2 separate regions of the Sparus aurata genome follow, and region 1 is linked to region 2. Evidence: chromatin contacts called from public Hi-C data. All regions are on one chromosome and are shown on one strand. Each heading gives the region's core, a stretch centred on a gene start, on an enhancer-like site or on the middle of the called end of the contact. The rest is flanking DNA. Distances are from core to core; before and after follow the strand shown.

The links. A called contact is a pair of places that touch in the nucleus more often than the background predicts.
Region 1: a Hi-C map of an unstated tissue shows a contact between it and region 2, with 5 times the contacts expected there. The contact joins the promoter of LOC115595508 here to the promoter of cry1a in region 2. A contact is called at or near these places in 2 of 2 Hi-C or Micro-C datasets (skeletal muscle and an unstated tissue).

Annotation. Positions count from the first base shown.
Region 1 is chr14:20,252,167-20,257,675 of fSpaAur1.1, forward strand. It overlaps LOC115595508 (PR domain zinc finger protein 5-like), which reads left to right and starts at 2,125. Exons shown (of 7, transcript XM_030440090.1): 1 at 2,125-2,480; 2 at 4,465-4,667; 3 at 5,102-5,203; 4 at 5,299-5,394. The coding sequence starts at 2,453.
Region 2 is chr14:20,053,164-20,058,775 of fSpaAur1.1, forward strand. cry1a (cryptochrome circadian regulator 1a) reads right to left here and starts at 2,104. Exons shown (of 14, transcript XM_030440701.1): 1 at 1,932-2,104. The coding sequence starts at 2,089.

The sequences.
Region 1 (5,509 bases), core at 875-3,374, 200 kb after region 2:
AACTTATGGATTTACGTTTATGCCAGTGATTCACACAAAAGGTTAATTATTCTGCATTCTTTCTTGAAAAGTATTTAATATAAAATTACGTTCTTTAAAATTCACACAGGAAACAAAGTATCTGGAACCCAATTTTTCAGAGTTTTGCTTTCAAAATCCTTCCTATTTTTAAGATTTCAAGGTCAGACTCACAATGAACTTCAGTGGATGTGTTTATGGTAATCAGTCCCTCCAACAGCGAGGTTCATCGATGTGCTTATAGTCATTTTTGGCCAACGATGGAACAGATTCCACTGTGGAATGTGGCTGTAAGCTCTCTCAGGTGGTTATACTTCCTTGTAAGGCTCAGTAACTATTGTTTTTGGTCTTTTCAAAAGAAAAGTTGACAAGAAAATGAGAGAACATCACCAGACGTGTCCGTGGAAGTAGAAGTTTATATCCACAGTGGCGATATGACCGGTGTGACAGCCGATAGTTACTAAACACTGAATCATTCTGAAGGTCTAAACTCTGATTATTTGTTTTCTAACATTATATAAACAACTTTGTTTTATTTTTATGTGCTGGTGCTGGAAATAATTCTTCTTCACAAGGACGCTGCATCGTCCGCTGGATGAAAATGTGACAGATCTGGCCGCGGCCCAGCAGCGGGGTGTTTTATCGATCCCTTTACTGCGACCGGGGAAATGATTCAAGGTACTTAAAGTCGTGACAGCTCCCTCACAAAGCCAACGGACTGTCTGCAGTCAGACTGATAAAGAAATACAGGCTCATAAAAAGTCTGGAGCTCAGTTTGGCTGGGGTTCCTGTTTTTTCAGGGGGGGATTCTCCACAGGAACAAACTGCACCGAACACAACCAGCATCCCTTATAATCTACGGCTTAGATAGCTATAGTCTTTAGTGTAATTAAGCAAAAATTACCCCCCATAAAATCATTTTTCTCAGCTCCTCCAGTGTGAATAATTTCTGATCTCTTTGATATTAGATATCAAACTGAATATCTTTGGGTTTTGAACCATAATACAACAGTTTCAATATGTCAGCTGGAGTGTGGAGACATGTGAGGGTGACTTTTCATACTTGTTTGACATTTTACAGCACAATTATTGACATTTATTTAGGAGAAGTTTAGTAAATAAGGCAAATAGTTGTAAGCTGCAGCGGTAATAAAGCCGATAATATCTCCTATGAGGGGTCTCACAAATGACAATAATCACTGATTCCATAGACTCAAGGTTCAATTTTCACTTCATGGCTTATTTAATAGTTTTGCTTGACAAAAAGAAGACTAAAGGAAAAAGGGAATACAATAGTTGTCATATTCTTTATTGAACGAATGACACATGTCAAACAATTAGACAACTAAAAAAAAACCATAGAGCAAAATTCATACAATCAAGTAAATAACAAGAAGCCAGGGAGGCAACCATAAATGCGGACATGTGAGGGACATGTAAAAAAAAAATGAAAAAATGTACAATTCATAAATTAAATACTTTACATGCAACACGGTTCTTATGGCCTGCTCGTTGTGACAAAATTAAACAGTTATTATCGATTTTAGAGCTGATTATGCTAATAAGACTCCTTGTTTTTACAAGGCTTCAGTGTAAGGGCAGGGGTGATGCTGATTAATGCTCCGGTGTGTCATCGAGCCCTGAGTTTAGGCCTGCCCAAAAACATCCTAAACACAAAAATGGTGATAAAACAATTAACTGTCTAACTCCACAATTCGGCAATATATAGTCAGAAGTCTTCAAACATGGTTTCAACAACCAGTTTCAAAGATTTATTATGTGCTTTGAATCAAATCTCTGAATTATCTTCACACGATCTTTAAAAAAATTGTAAAATACAGTAAAAAACTGGGTCTTTTCGCTATAAAACTTGCATTTATGTATATAGAATTCTGCCAGGATCATCGACAGATTAATGACAAATGATTAATGATGTGCCTTTTCTTCAAATATTTTATCAAAGTTAAAGAATCCAAATATTATATGTTCATAAAATAATGCAAAATCTTTGGAAAATGTGTGACAATAATATATTGCGTTTGGGTTCAGTTCCTCAAACAGCCTCCAGGGGGCAGTAATGACCAGACGAGCTTCATGGAGGCCTGAAAACTACCAGGCGAAGAAGAAGAATATGTTCCCTTGACAGGAAATCCTGAAGTTGGCCAAATTATCAAACTATTCTGCTAGTTTTGTTCACTTAAATTATTAGGATATGCCCTAACAGGCCGTACGAGCCAGACGTGTACCTCCAACAGATCGCTGCTGCTGAGTGAAGCCAGATAAACACTTTATTCTCTACGCCTGCGCACTGAAACGGACAGAATATCGAGCCGCCCTTCCTCCCCGCCAACTTGCACCGCAGGGTCGGGCGGACGTCGACTCACAACAACCCCGAGTTCATTTGCTCGCCTATCTGGATATCCTCCGAGGCAAAATGGAGAGCCCACATCGCACCGAAAACGGTAAGCCAACAAGAACTGAAACAAGCCGCACCCATCGAGAGTTATGGGGTTAGCTTTTGGATTGTGTGCGCACGATTTTGAACATGGCGTACCCCGCTCTGAGATGGCGGTGGCTTTGTGCTACGTTACAGCGGGCTGATGTGTACGGTGGTTATCTGAAGGAGCTTCACGGCAGCTAAGCTAGCTAGCAAGTTAGCTCACCCGTCCTTACATTTTATCATGAAATAATTGATTTAAAGGTTCAGATAGCGTTAGCTAGCTAACTGTCGGCATTAGCGCTGATTAGCAGCTGATGACGAGATATGTGGCGGTTGACAGATGCTGCCTTCACGGGCTTCAACTGAAACGGCTAACATAGCAAGTGGCTAAAAACAAAGATACAGGACAACTAACCTTGACGTCCGAGTGAAGGGTTATCATAGAAGCACACAGTAAATCAATTTCCTACATAAAAATGCCGAAGATGAAAGTAATGTCCTCCCAAAACGACTATTTTTCAAGAACTTAGACACAGCTCAGAAAGTCACGACTACCGCAGCCATGTTTACCACTCTATTGGGTAAGTCGTAATTACGACACAGTTACGAGACCATGAAGGCAACCAGAGCCAGGTTGGGAGAGGTGGATGGTAGCTGGACCACTGACCCAGCAGAGACCACTGACCCACCAGGGGCCACTGACCCAGCAGAGACCACTGACCCACCAGGGGCTACTGACCCACCAGAGACCACTGACCCACCAGGGGCTACTGACCCACCAGAGACCACTGACCCACCAGAGACTACTGACCCACCAGGGGCTACTGACCCACCAGAGACTACTGACCCACCAGGGGCTACTGACCCACCAGAGACTACTGACCCACCAGGGGCCACAAGAGTCACCAGAGACCACTGACCCAGCAGAGACCACTGACCCACCAGGGGCTACTGACCCACCAGAGACTACTGACCCACCAGGGGCTACTGACCCACCAGAGACCACTGACCCACCAGGGGCTACTGACCCACCAGAGACCACTGACCCACCAGGGGCTACTGACCCACCAGAGACTACTGACCCACCAGGGGCTACTGACCCACCAGGGGCTACTGACCCACCAGGGGCCACAAGAGTCACCAGGGACCACTGACCCAACAAGGGCCATTGACCCAGCATTGACCCCAAAGACCTGAGCATCCTTCTCTGTCAGATAGTTGTATGTTATTATAATTAATTAGAAACTGTTAGAGATGGTTTTGTTTGCAAATATGATGGAAAGTGCAGCAAAATGGCAATATTACCCCAACAGTTAGAGGATACTCAGATTAAATGGTAGATATCCCTGCATAAATGTGTTTACTACCTAATAAGATCCATCAACATGTGAACATTTGAACAACGTGAAGTTTTTCCTCACTTGAATCGAGGGTCTAAGGACAGAGGATGTTGTTCACTGTACAGATTGTAAAGCCCATTGAGGCAATGTGATTGTGATTTGGGGCTATATAAATACAATTGATTTGATTTGATTAATAATTGATAAACTAGTTGGCCGATGTTATCAGCTGATACTGGCCTGTCACAGATGTATCGTATCGACATAAGCTGTCATATGTATGTTCTATAAAAGATGCTTTAGGTAATTTATGATTACTACATTGCCAGTGAAGTTTACTATTTAAGTGCATTGATGTTATTTCAGAAAAGAAAGTTTATTGTTAAACTGTAGGGGTCGATCAGCTGATACCGATACTGATTATTAGTAATTACGGAGACTGATGATGGATAATTTGGAACCAATATATATTTACAGGTAATATAGAAATCTCAATCAAAGTCAAGAATAACCAGTGATGAAATGTATTTGTTACATTTTCATGCATAAGATTTTTAATATAGGCCAGAATCAATAATTCATCAGTACATCTTAACTTGGAACACACTTCAAACTGAACCACTGATGATTCACAGTCAGACGCTGATATTGTGAATTAATTTCCAGACTCTCCTCTGCTGCTGCCGTCTCTTCGCCTCTTCATCCCTCCTCTGCGCCTGGTGTCGGCGGCCATGTGGCAGGTCGTCCAGAGGGGGAACGTGCAGGACTACGGGATGGTGGAGGAGTTCATCAGCACCGTTTCAGAAATTGTACCTGATCTTCTGAACGCGGATCAGAAAGCTCAGCTCCTCCTGGGACTCAGAGCTCGGGTAAGACTGTCTGATATCTTTATGCAGTGTTTAGCAAAGACGTTTAAAGGAAACACAGGGTGTAAAACGGCAACAACAAGCAGTTTGATTTCTCTCCTTGAGCTGTCAAAACAAAGAATAAAAACCTGTCGTTGTGCATTCAGTTGGTAATGGGTATAATCATAGAAACGTCACCTTGAAATCCACAACATCTAAACAATAAAAGTCTGAGTTATTGCCTGACAGACGGTAAGTGCAGCTGATGAAGGAGTTTAATATTTCCTAGACAGAAATTGTCGACTTCACCTGCGAGCCAGAGTACATCTCGACTGAACACAGTTATTAAACATTTTCATTTTCCGCCGCTGGATCTGAGCCTGCTGTTAGTGAATAACATTTCCAGGTGCCGTCTCCTGTCAGTTGTGTTTACCCTGAGGTGAAACCATTTGTTGCAGGTGGTCCTCGAATTGTGTCGAGCCGAGCAGATAACGGATTCAGAGACCATCGAGGTGCACCTGGAGCGGATCAAGGCCCTCATATCCACGTGGGCGGCACAGGTTGGCTTCTTAAAATATAACATGACTCATCTTCTACAATAGCTTCTCCATTTTTCTCTGCTTCAACTCCATCTGTGCATTCTTTTCTGTCCCAGCCTTGTTTCGCCGAGGTCGAGTTTCCAGAATCAAACTTTGTGGATCAAGTTGAGCTGCTGTTGAAAGACGCTGAAGAGAAGGAGAAATTTTTCCAGGTAGAGTTAGGATGCTTTTCTTGCGATTATTGAAGCAATGTTTACTACAGCAGAATGTATAACATGCAGTGGTTGTGGGGTACGTGAGCATTAAACTATAAACTGTTTGTTGCAG
Region 2 (5,612 bases), core at 854-3,353:
TCACAATGCCATAATCTACTGACACATTTCGAGATTTTCGGTCTACGCCGCAATGACCCGTGGCGCTTTAATATGACCGAGTTTGGGTACTGATGCCGTAATAAGGCTGTGCACAGAGCATTAAGACCGCAATCCATTTTGGAAATAATTACAGTCTCGCAGGAAAGTGAGGATTAACACACCAAAATACTGTTTATCAATTTGAGATCTGACTTACCTTCTGAGGAGGAAAAGGAACAAGTAATATTATAAATGTCTGATCTCAGCCCCTGATATTTACTGTGCCTCATTTAATTATGCATCTGAAGGTATAATTGATGTTTGTTTTTTGGATGATTGCTGGGTGGAGATTGCAGTTTTTATTCCCACAAAATTTCATTATGTAAAAGAGGACACAATTGTGTGATTGACCCAGATTTCAGCAAACTTCATTACATATTATGATAAATATAAAAATCTAATCAGTTTAATATTATTCTATGATTCACTGTTGAGATTTCTGTCGTGTTGAAAGATGAAGTTAATACCTATAGGGATACAACGTTTTATACTTTTGCTTGAAAAATTACTGAAACTCCTTAATCAATCATCAAAATAGTTTGTTCAGCTACCAAGTACCTTTTCTCTCTTATGACATAACAAGCAAAACCTACAGTGTGGCGGAAAACATCTTATGCATACACCTGCTGTAAAGATAAAAGCAGGAGCAAACCAGTTTGACAAAGCTGTGCCAGATATTTGTTACATGCTTTCTATATTTTACAAGTGGGCTTAAATATTTAAGTTACTGCAGACACTTCAAAACAGCTTTACAATGCCAATCCAGACCAACCACATCTAATGGCAACGAAGGCCGCCTGGTGCGTTCTCATAAAAAATATGTCTTGGTGAAACGATGGATGCTACAGCGACAGGCTTTCCTTCTGTTTCTCTTCTCGCGAACTGATTCAACTGACTGAACAACCAGGCTGAATGATTTCGAGCTGTGTCGGTGATTCAACACGCTCAACCAGCCGAAAAAGCTGCCGACAAGGGACGACTGCCGACAGTGTGGGACACACCGCAACAACCAATCCCCAACACTCGACAATGGTCAGCGCCCTTAAATACATCTGCACCAACATCATCACAGTTACAATATGACAGTTCAAATATACTGCATTAAAAAGACCAACAAACACCGACCAATATATCTGCCTATCACAGATACAGCACGGATCGGTGCCGCTGTATATGTTGTCCTATTTAAACTTTTGGTTTCTTTTTCACATTACATAAGGAAAGAAAAGATGCCTTGGGTAATTTCTAACCTTTGAGTCATAGTGAAGTTTTTGTTTCTGTGAAATTGTGTCAATTTGGATGATAAAATGTAATGTTCAACCATTAAAAACATCCACATCAATTCTTATCTATATCACCAATATACCACCTATATCATCAAGTGTTTAATGACCAGATTTTCTAAGGTCGTTGCAGAAATTGTGCATTTATAAATACATATGTCAATATATCTATAATATATCTATGGTAAAAATCTGTTGGTTACTTTTATTGACTAATCCATTATTAATTTGTCTGTCCAACAATACAAAAACATTAAAAGTGATTATATTGTATTTTTGCAGTGCCCAACTGACATCATGTAATTGATGCAAATCCACAAAAAGATTGTCACAAAAACTCTGCAATGGCATTTATACATCTAAAGTGACCTAATCAATAACTCCCCATCAATAGTTGCACAAACATTACCTGCCAACTGCCTAGTTGATGTGTCTGCTAATCATTTGAGCTCATCAGCACAAAGAAAATGCTGTCAAATATAAAACTGCTGCATGCACTTGTCACAGAATCTTATAAAAACAAATCACAGCAATCCCAGAGAGGAGTCAGGTGTGTGATGGTGTTCTGCAAGTGGCTGCACTGCTCACCTCCACCTGTTGATCCCGACGTTGGAAGAGCCCGCGAACCAGGGGTCGAGGATGTAGACGCAGCGGACAGTATCCGCTCCCAGCAGAGATTCCTTGAGCGACGGGTTGTCGTGGAGCCGCAAGCCCTTCCTGAACCAGTGGATCGTATTAATGACCATTACTCAACTGGACGAGTCCTTTTATTCCTTTTTGAATTATTAGCAGTCTTTTGATGGTCGCTTCCTCTCTTGGTGGTGTTGAGTGTTTAAAAATAAAAAACAAAAATAGAAAATCCCAGACAGAAGCAGCAGAATCGAGTCCACTGAGAAATCGAAGAAAAAGCGCACGTATGCTCTTGTCAGCATACAGTTGTTGCGGTCCAGATGTGTGATTAACCTTGCTCTAACAAGACCTTTTCCATAATGTCGAAGAATTTAGAAACCGATGGCTGCTGAACCATTTGGGCACGAGACAAGACAGCGCGCGCTCCCCGTAAATGTGACGGGCACAAACACGGCGGGCGCTAGGACCTGACACGAGCCTGTCTTGTTGTATAACTTGTTTTCGCGAACACCGAGAAATACGTTTAAATCGTTAAATAAACGCGTTGTTTAGCAAAACTGTGCTCAAACGATGTTATTTAAGTAGAATCAGATGACAGCGGTGAATTGCTCTGTATTTTGAAGCAGTTGGTGCTGCTAACGGCCACAGGTCACGGCGCGAGTCCGGTTGCCGTGAGTACCAAGAAAGCTGGTTATGTAAATACAATTTCTGACTGCGATTCCGTCAAACTCGTCGTCCTAAAGTCACCTAAAACAACACTTAGCTGTTTAGAATTCTCTTCGGTTCCGTGTGTGCCGTCTTTCCCGCTGCCGAGCCGATATTTTGGTTGTCTGTATCAGAAAATTTTCCTCAACGTCCACGAATAGCTGCTCACCCTCTTCACCGCACCTACACAACTGGCACCGCCCACCACGGACGCACACAGCTTGGAGCTCACCGATTGGTCCAGAGCGTTTCCCGGCGTGGTCACGTTTCTGCAGCGTGCTTCTCTCCTGCCCTCACAGACAGCAGGCAGCTAGCGTGGCTCCGTTAACACACTTGTGACGATGTTACTGAATTGTGACCTCTTATGGTAGAACGAGCTGCTTCAGTGTGTTAGCATGCTAATTCATAAAAGTTCTGTCGATACATGTTATATCGGAGAAGACAGAGTTCGCAGAGGTGAACGGCACGGTGGTGTTTTTGGGGAGGTTTACTAAAAGTACACTACTCCAAATGAATTAGGGGTATGGGAATATTTTAGTGCAAAAACAGTGTCTTTGTCAGCGTGTAAATAGTAACTAGTGGTGCTAAAACGAGGATATAACATATGCCGAATTTACAAGAAGGTCCAAATAGTTAAGAATATATCAGACACGGCGCTTCAAAAGGTTTATAAAGTTCCTCCTAACTCAACAATTCACAAAATTGAGCGATTTTATAAGGGAGTCTGGGTTAGAGGAGCTTCTCTCCCTCTTCGTGGCTGTTTTGACCTATATTATGCTAATATGCTTGTTGTTAATTACAGTTAATAATGATCAGATTAGTTTTATCCTGGCTGTTCGAATTATTACAAAAACGTGAATGCCGTGCAGCAGTTACATGACATCATAACACAGGCTGACCCTTCTTTACCCCAGCTGTGACTCCCTCCTCCTCCTCCTCCCTCTGGGTGTCAGCCTGAACAGCTTACCGGCCTGTTTACGACAAAAGAACCCGGATCAGCACGTGAAGTCAGGCATGATCCGCCCGCACTCTTCAACGTGTGTGTGTGTGAGTGTGTTTCATTGTAGTACTGTTGTAGTACAGTAGTAGGCTGAAAGCCACTGACGCACTTTATATAATAAATCAGTTGTGCAGTTTAGAGTGGCACTGTGTAGTTTTGGAGAGGAAATCCAAACTTAGACTTTTAATATTAACAACAGTAATGAGGTAATAAAACAAAGTTTCCACAACTTTATAAAAAACTGTTCTCAGAGGAAGATAAGGTCCTCAGGTCACTGTTTAAAGCTAGAAAGGTGGCAGGGTCCGCCACATAAAAACAAAGTCAAATAGTATGAAACTGTCTTGTCCTTGAAGGTCAGTTTGTTTACTCAGTTCATTCAGTCAGCTGGTAAAAACTCACAAATAGTTCTGTATGAGGCAGAAGCACATTGAAAGCCAACTTCAGATTAGTTGTGATTATATCTTAAATCTGCATAACAGATAAGATATCTTTCTCCTTTATTGTACACATTTTCAGATAAAGGAATAAACACAAACAAAACTTAAACAAGTAAAAAAAACAACTAATAAGACTACTATAATAAATACTACATACACATTTTACAGTGTTAAAGTTAGAGTTTTACATTCAGTGAGGCGGTACTATTTTCTTCATAAAGTGCAGAAACTTTGCCTGGATTCTGACTATTCTTTCTTATATTAAAGTCTAATATAAAACCTTTTATTTCCCATCTTATCTTGACTAAAACACAGGATTACATCAACCATATTTATTTCAAGAACAACTGTATGTTTCTTTTTTTTAAGATAGTTTAATCTATCTGCACAAGCCAAAATAGTTTTGCCACGTTTGCCATTGTCTTTCATTTTCTCACACTATAACTGCTTATTTGGGCTCATGTAATATATATGCAATAACTTAGAATAGAATAGAAAAGCTTTAAGAGTTGTCCTTTTATCTTCTCTTTTGTGTGTAGCTATATGCAGATAATTTTCAATGCCCTATGTGCATCACTATACTAGTTTTTTATGTAATATTTCTCATTCTTTCCCCAGTTTACTTCATGCTCATTGTTATTATGAGGTGTAGTAGCAATATATGTAATTGTATATAATGTAAATAACCGAGAAGCATATAAATATTGTCACAATGCTGTAAGTATGAACAACATAAAGTTAAATATATATAATTATTTGGTCTCTATTCTTATATTTGCAACTACAAAATTTCTTGTGACTCTGCCATTGTTGTTATGTTGTATATGTGCATGACTTGAGGGTGCCATAAAAATTAAGTTATCATTAGAATAATGTTAATATAACATATACATTGTCATAACTGCTATTGTAGTATCATTATTTTTATGTGATTTGCGTTAATATCTGACGCAATGTTTAAATGCGTCACAGAATTCTCTTACATAAAATTGCTTCGTAATTATGCAAGATGCAAATTGCAGCCGGTGGCCTGTGGAGGTGCTGTAGTACTGCATTCTGTCCACTGAGGGGCAGTATGACATCACAACACTGAAGCTCTCTTCCTGACTGATATGAACTTTAACAATTAACAATTAATAATAGGCTATAATTATCTGTTAAAGTCAAGGTTTAGAAAAAGAAGAGCATTTTTTGAACAACAAAAGAAAATACAGTTGTCTATTAATGTTTTTTAAACAAGCCAAAGATAAAGATTTACTGTATATATACAGCTGACATGGTGTAAAGCAGCATACTCAGACATAATTACACAAAGCACATTTCAGACAAAGACAAATCTAAAGAAAAACACAAGATTTAATGTGTCGCCAATTATACAAACATGACTGCATGACCAAGGAAGCCCGTTTACATGACACACACTCTCTGCTGGCAAAACACGAACATCTCGCCGTGGAGAAATCATGTTCATTTTGCTGTTACCAGGCAACCAACGCT